Linked DNA regions of Mus musculus: region 1 is linked to region 2. Evidence: chromatin contacts called from public promoter capture Hi-C data. All regions are on one chromosome and are shown on one strand. The core of a region is the stretch at or near the end of the contact, and the rest is flanking DNA. Distances in the headings are between cores, read along the strand shown. Region 1 holds the start of Atp5j (ATP synthase, H+ transporting, mitochondrial F0 complex, subunit F). Region 2 holds the start of Usp25 (ubiquitin specific peptidase 25).

Region 1 (3,569 bases), core at 115-2,614, 7.8 Mb before region 2:
CAGCCAGGCTAGAAAGTGACACCCAACACAAACTTACACGTACCCAGACACCACTTATAAGGTGCGCATGCGCACTTGTGGAGGTCAGAGAGCAGACAGTTCTCTCCTCCTTCCATCTGGATTCCAGAGGCTGAACAGTCTGGCTCGGCAGCAAGTGCCTTTACCTGTCGAACCATCTCACTGGCCTACCTAAGGATTTAGTTTCAAATGACTGTTTGTCATCGTGAAACGATGCGCTGGCACCATTCTCTATGCTGTGGACCCTAAGGGTGGAATCCCCTAAACTCCATCGTTGTGTTCACTGCACTACACCAACCCCCAAAAAAGGTCGGGGGGAGGAGTGGGGGAAGTTGGCAAGGTACAGTAACTTTCACTGACATCTTCGGGAAAGACGCAGAAAGTCATCCTATGCATTAGAACGATTGCACCGATGCGACTCTAGGACAGTTCCAGAAGGGCAATCGGTACTGCTAGTGCGGGGATGGCTGACTCGGGTGACAGACAGGTCTGGCATCTTCCCGAGAGACCCGGGAGCGCCCGGGGCTGTGCGCTCGGCCAGCGCGCCGAGCCTGGACCGCGCCCGTGCGACGGGCGACTCCGCCGCGTCCCGCAACGCGGCCCGGGCCACGCCGCTCCCCGCGCCCCTCCCCTCGGCTTCCCGCACAGCCTCTCCCGCCCCTCCCCACCAGGCTCCCTCAAGTCTCCACGAACGGAAATGGGAGTCGCAGCGCCGGGGACCCAGCGGAAACAAAACACAGAGGCGGCCGCGGGGGGGGACAAGCCCCGGAACCAGGCCGCCCGCGCGGGCCCGCGCTCCCCGCCAGCCCGCGTCCGCAACTCACCAGCTCCGGAATTCGTCCCGTGGCCCTAGCCCGCGCTTCCACAGCCGGCTGGGAACGGCGGCGGCGCGGGCTCCAGGTACAGCGCCTCTCCGGGCGAGCCGCGCCGCTCCCGCGAGTAGCAGGGTAAGGTCCCGGGGCCCTTCCCGTGGAATCGGCGCTAAGGAACCCCAGCCCCTCTCCCGCCTCCCAGGCACCCCCGGGCCTGGAACTACAACTCCCAGCAGGCTGCGCGGCCCGAAACGCCCGCGACGACGGGGCTCACGAGGCACAAACGCCCCCCAGCCGCTTTGGTTTTTTGTTTTGTTTTGGTTTTGGTTTTTACGCGCTCCTTTGTACCCCCACCCTACATCCACCTCCCCAACCCCAAGGATCGGGACGCTGACTCCGAAGGGAGCTTGAACTAGGGGACAGGCCAGAATACGCATGCGTACAGTGCAGTGTCTCCAAGAGGGAAAAGGGGGTGAAGTTAAAGTGTAGGAAAGATGGCGGAGTCTTAGCTGAGGGACCCGGAAGCACTTACCCTCCACTTCCTCCTCCTGTTTGGCTTCTGTCTCACCTAGAGGCGTCCGGTCGCAGACTCCCTTCGAGGCGCTTCCTGTCCGGTGAGCGTCGAACGACTGAAGCCGCGGCCCATAGTGCCTTGCGATGGCGGGTAGGCGTGTGTAGGCGGAGCCAGGGCCGGAAGTAGAACGGTGGCGGCGGCGGTGACTCTGGCAGCTCGGGACTCAGTGCAAGGTGACTGGGAGGGTAACTGGGCTAGCTCGGCCTCCTGGGACTGAGCTTCTGGGTTTCTTCACGAGGAGAGAGGGCTGCCCGTCACCTTTGCCCTGGGAGTAGAGCGCAGCCCCGTGTCCTTGGCACCGTCCTGGCCTGGCCTGGGGTCACAGGTGACCTCGGCCCTGCTGGGTATTCAGATTTGCCTTACGCTCACTAAATAAGACCGTGAATGCTCTCCTGGGAGCAGAGCGGGCCGACTCGAAAAGCAGAAAAGACGGGGTGGTGAGCCTGCAGCCCGCCTGGGGCAGCCCAAGGTCACGGCGCGCCACAGGCTTGTGAATAATGCAGGCGGCGATCGAGCCTCCTAAGACAGGAAAGGGCGATGGTGATATCCTAAAAGTTTTATATCCAATCTAGAAGTCATGCTTTGTCGATTGACTTTATGATTAGATACTCACGAGCAGCAAAGGGACTAGCCTTCGGCTAGGCTGGTCAGTCAACCGCTATAAATAGGAGAGCCGTGCGCCTTCCCAAAGCTACACCTCTGGGTTTGAACTTTGATTACCCCACCCCCACCCCCACCATGCTTTCCCCAATATTGTTACTATCAGACCTCTAACAAGCAGCAAGCTAGTGCAGGATATTAATTCAGTACGGAATTTGTCCCAAATGGTGTTCTACACTTAGGATGCCATTTGTCTTCCGTGTGATCATGAACAGATCGCATTCTCTATTTAATCTGAAAAAGTGAAAGGCAGTGAAGGAGAAACAACAAGTAGTTTTGGTAAGAGAGAATGTGGTCACTGTTAGAACGATTGAGTAGGACTTAGGAGGTGAGTATACATGTATGTTTGGGGTTCAGAGAGTACGCTAAATTAGACGTGGGGATTGGAAATCATTGTTTGGGATGGTGCGTTATTGAAAGTGAAAATGTATTTTCCCTGTCTTGTAGAAGAAATGACCGTCTTGGCAGTTAGATTGGGAGCAGGTTGACTGTGGAATGTTAGGTAAACAACCTTCTTTAGACATATTTTTTTTAATCACCTATAAGCAAGACTGAAAGAAGCACCTTCCCCTAACACTTAGAGAGTATTTCCTAAGTGGACAATATGGAAGTATTTTACAGTATTTTTAGGGCTAAAGAATTCTTGATACCTTACTAATTATGTCTTAAGTGTGTTCCTAGATTTCCAGGATGAATCAAGTGTGGTGTTCTTATTATAAAGTCTTGTCTACTTGCCTGTAGCTCTTTCGCCTGTATAATTCTCTGGTAGAGTATGAATGGCATTGATTTCCTCAAATGTTTTATTTTTATCGGGATCGGTGAATGAAAACTCGTGCTTATTTGATTTTTTTTTCAGCAGTACTAAATGTTATACCAGGTTTGTTGAAGTTGGTACTATTGACACTTTAGATAACTCTTCAAAATGAGAATAGGGAAGATTGCTATCTTTCATGTTGTAGGGAGTATAGCAGTGTGCCCGAACTTTACCCACTATAGGCCACCTTCATTCAACTTATTCAGGACAGCCAAAATTATCTTCAGACAGGAATTGTGCCCTTGTAGCGAAAATTATACACTCTCTCCCTTCACATATGTTTAATAACCATTATGCCAATCAGCTGCCATATAGTTAACGATTCTTGAACTATTAGTGGTACCACTCAAAACCCTCTGTGCATTTCTGTCAGTCCATCCATCCATCTGTCCATCCATCCATCTATCCATCTATGTATCTATGTGTGCATATGTATGTGGACACTTCTGCCTGTGTTTCTCCAATGGCCAGGATCAGCCTCCGCTGTTTATCTTCAGGTTGTGCACATTGCTTTTTGAGACATAATCGGTCCGTATCCAGGATCTTGCCAAAAAGACCAGGTTGCCAAGTGAGCTCCAGAAGGTTGGCCTTTGCCTGCCTCCCCAGTGCCAGCCTCATAAGCTTGATGCCAGTCCTGGCTTTAAAATCAAAACGGAACAAAACAACACTACCCCTCCACCACCATTTTTGT
Region 2 (3,441 bases), core at 815-3,314:
TTTTAAAACTTCAACTTTGAGTTACATTGTTTCAAAAGAATTTAAAACCATACTGTTTGGCCCTGTTCTAATACTGGTCACAAAATAACAGTGTATTAACAAGGCAAAGGAACACATTTAAAAAACTACAAATGTAGTTCAGTTGGTAGAGTTCTTGGCTAGCATGATGAGGCCCTAGGTTCAGTCCCCAACACCATTAAAAGTAAATATTCTGGGTGTACAAAAATATATGATGTTGCTCTAAAAGCATTCACCAATTATCAGTGAAATGATTTAACATACTCAACACATGCTAAAAACAGCATCACAATGTTAATATTTTGAATTAGAGAATATTCTCTTAGGGGAGAGGAGGCTTATTAAGCATGAATATTGGACTAGAAAACAAAGTTAACTTTCAGTAATTTGATTCTTGATTCTACAGACTTATGTATACAGTTCTGAGCCATCAAGGTAGTTATCTGACTATGCAAAGAAGTGGTTTAGTCAAAACGAAAGACAAAACCCATAAAGTCCTTGCAATCTTGAAGTTTAAGAGAAGCAAAAAAGACAGCAACTTTTCCCACTTTGAGATAAAGACGTTTTAAAATGCAAAATGAGTATAAAGAAAATGCTACTGAGCCTATTGCTTAACATGCCAAAGATCCCATGACCTTCCAACCAAAACTACAGCACACATTCAACATCAACATCTAAAGATTATAGTGTTCTAGGAACAACATACAGAATTGGGAGGCCAACTGTTTTCTTCGTTATTGTTATTCAGTCTTGAATTCTTCTGCCACATTACAAACTACATCACAGTTCACCATAATCGTCTCAATGTGCAAGAAGCATAGACTAAAATAGGCTCCAAAACCAACTTTAACCAAAGTGTCTAAAATAACAATGCACTATCCCTACTTTCCAACATTCTCTGACATCTTTGGTTATCTCAAGGAACATAAAATGCTAAAACTATTTTAATGACAAAAAGAAAAAAACGGGGGGGGGGGGCTGTTTGAAGGTATTGGTCTATTTTTTAGTACAACAGGCCTCACTTTAAAGACAAGCACAGGTAGGCTTTACAGCAAGTACCTAGTGTCAAAACTACAGCAGGGTGTGGCATCCATTACTCACACCGATGAGCCAAAGGAGGCTCTGGCTGTTCACTGTATACCTAATTGCTCCTACAATTAGAATTCAACTAAGCCAACATTTCCCCGGTGCTCAAAATGCTTTTCACACCAATAAGGGGGGAGGGGGGAGGGCAGAACAAGTAATGACCGTCTGCTCTTCAGGACATGGAGCAAGCTATGCTGGAGCTTTTAAAGATTCTTAAAGTAAAACCTAGAACTAGCAAGATACTGTTCGAGAAACAATATGTGATGACCCCCCTAACTCTGCGTGAAACTGATGCTAGAGTAAAGAACGAACAAGAGAGCAAGGTCAAACTTAGGGGACAAAAGATTTGAGTAACAGCCATAAAGGTCTCCTTACGCGCGAGATACTTTCTAGATCCAAGAGAGAATAAAATAAAGAAAAGAAAGAATAACCAACCAAACACTCTACTTGTACAGATTCCACCCTGGGTCGATGCGATGTACCTGCCCTGGAAGACAGGTAATTCGTTTTGGGGAGGTCCGGTTTTTTTTTCCCCAGAACAGCAGGCCTGGCACAATAAGACCTCCGAAAGAGAAACTGTCCAAAAGGGGTGACAAGTGACATTCTTGCAGAAGAAAAGGGACTGGAAAAGGAAGCGAAGGAGAAGAAAGTTTAATTACAAAGCCTGGCAGAGTGAGTACTGGAGGAATGCGGGGGTCACTCTGGGGACGCGGCGCCGTCGGTTCTGGGAGAGCAATCCGCAGAAGGGAGTGGACGCGAAGCCTCTCACTACTGCACACCCCGCTCCGCACGCAGCCCCGCGGGACCGAGCGCGACGCTCCCGGAGTGGCCCGGCCGGCCGGGAGGCCACGCGGCCCGTCGAGGAGCGGCGACCAGCCCGCGCCTCACCTTCTGCGCCGCGCTCTGCTGCAGCACATTCTGCTCCACGGTCATGGCCCCCGCGGCGGCCCCGCCTGTCGCGCTCTACCGGGCCCGGGGCAGCGACGCGGACGGCCCGGGAGGACGGCGCCCCCGCCAGCCGGGCGCGAAGGCGATGGCGGCGGGCGAACGCGGGCCCCGCGGGCAAGCGGCGAGACGCTACCGGAGAGCGCCACCGCGGCCGCCTCAGGTCCTCTGCGCCCCGATCCTCAGCGCCGCTGAGCCGCGGCGGCCCGGCCCATGGGCGCAGGCGACGGAGAGCACGATCAAGCCGGGCCGCGTCACGCGTTCGCACTCAGCTTCGCCTGACCGCTCCGGGGGGACCACTGCGGGCCGGCGGCAAGCGGACGGAGGGAGCGGCCACCCGGAATGGCGCTGTCCTCCGGCCGCCGCGACTCCGCCTCCAGCCCCTCCCTCGCCGCGGTCACCGCCCCCGCCCCGCCCTCCTGCCCCGCCCCCGCTCTGCCCCGCCCCACCCGTCCTAACCCTACATTGTGACCCGCGGGAGCGGAAGGAGGGGCTGTGTTGCTGCCCCGCCCCCTGGTGGGCCCCGCCCTCCGTCTAAGCTCCTCTCAGCGCGCGGGCTGGACGGCCAGAACCGCCCATCCTGCAGGTTACTGTGCACCATTTAAGGCTCTTGCTAAACTCTGACATTGCGACCCCCCGACCCCCAGTCGAGGCTAGAGCCATAGGACGGTATACCAGATCACCTTCCTGTCTAACGGTCTCCAAAACAATCAACGTCCTTCCATACCTGTAATGTCCCAAAACCTGGGCGGGCCCAGAACTCCAGCTATTTCCTATGTCACCCAAGCCTTTCTAGGAATTTCACAAGCCATGAACCTGCTGGAAGAAAAAAGTCAAATAAGCAGAACGCTGTTAGAAGTCCTTCTGGACTGTACTTTTCTCAACTATTCGTTACATACATCAGGACTGACATTCTGTGTTTATTTCATGCACTGGAATGTGTGACAGTCACTGCTAGACTGGGGATTTAAGGTTTATTTACTGAAGAGAATCTAAATGAATAGACATAAGGCAAACAACATTATGAAAGAATCACTGCCTAGATGATGCATAATTCTAATATCCCTGTTGCCAAATTAAACAAACGATTAACTACCGTATGTGGAATAGTCTACTGTAAACGGAATTGGAGGAAAAGCCTAACAGTAAGTAAGAAACCTGGAAGTAAAATATCTTCAATTGCACCAGCTAAACTAGGGACAGAGTAAGACCGAGACCCAGGGGAGGGTAGATTAATGAGCACAGGGTTACAAATACAATAATACAGTGCACATACAAGTTAGACTGTAATTTAATCCACGGCAAGAAAAGCAGGCTTGGTAAAGAATCCAAGAAATACCAGGTCTTATATCATCATAATAACTCGGAAAAAGTCTTGTAATAACTCTTTGT

The links. Promoter capture Hi-C pulls out the DNA fragments that hold promoters and counts their contacts.
Region 1: a contact with region 2 is called in a promoter capture Hi-C map of pre-B cells, with 4 times the contacts expected there. The contact joins the promoter of Atp5j here to the promoter of Usp25 in region 2. A contact is called at or near these places in 1 of 39 promoter capture datasets (pre-B cells) and 2 of 484 Hi-C or Micro-C datasets (CD4 T cells and the HPC-7 cell line).

The regions. Positions count from the first base shown.
Region 1 is chr16:84,832,817-84,836,385 of GRCm38.p6, reverse strand. It overlaps Atp5j (ATP synthase, H+ transporting, mitochondrial F0 complex, subunit F), which reads left to right and starts at 1,364. Exons shown (of 4, transcript NM_001302214.1): 1 at 1,364-1,577. Gabpa (GA repeat binding protein, alpha) reads right to left here and starts at 1,262. Exons shown (of 10, transcript NM_008065.2): 1 at 843-1,262.
Region 2 is chr16:77,012,692-77,016,132 of GRCm38.p6, reverse strand. It overlaps Usp25 (ubiquitin specific peptidase 25), which reads right to left and starts at 2,064. Exons shown (of 24, transcript NM_013918.2): 1 at 1,993-2,064. The coding sequence starts at 2,037.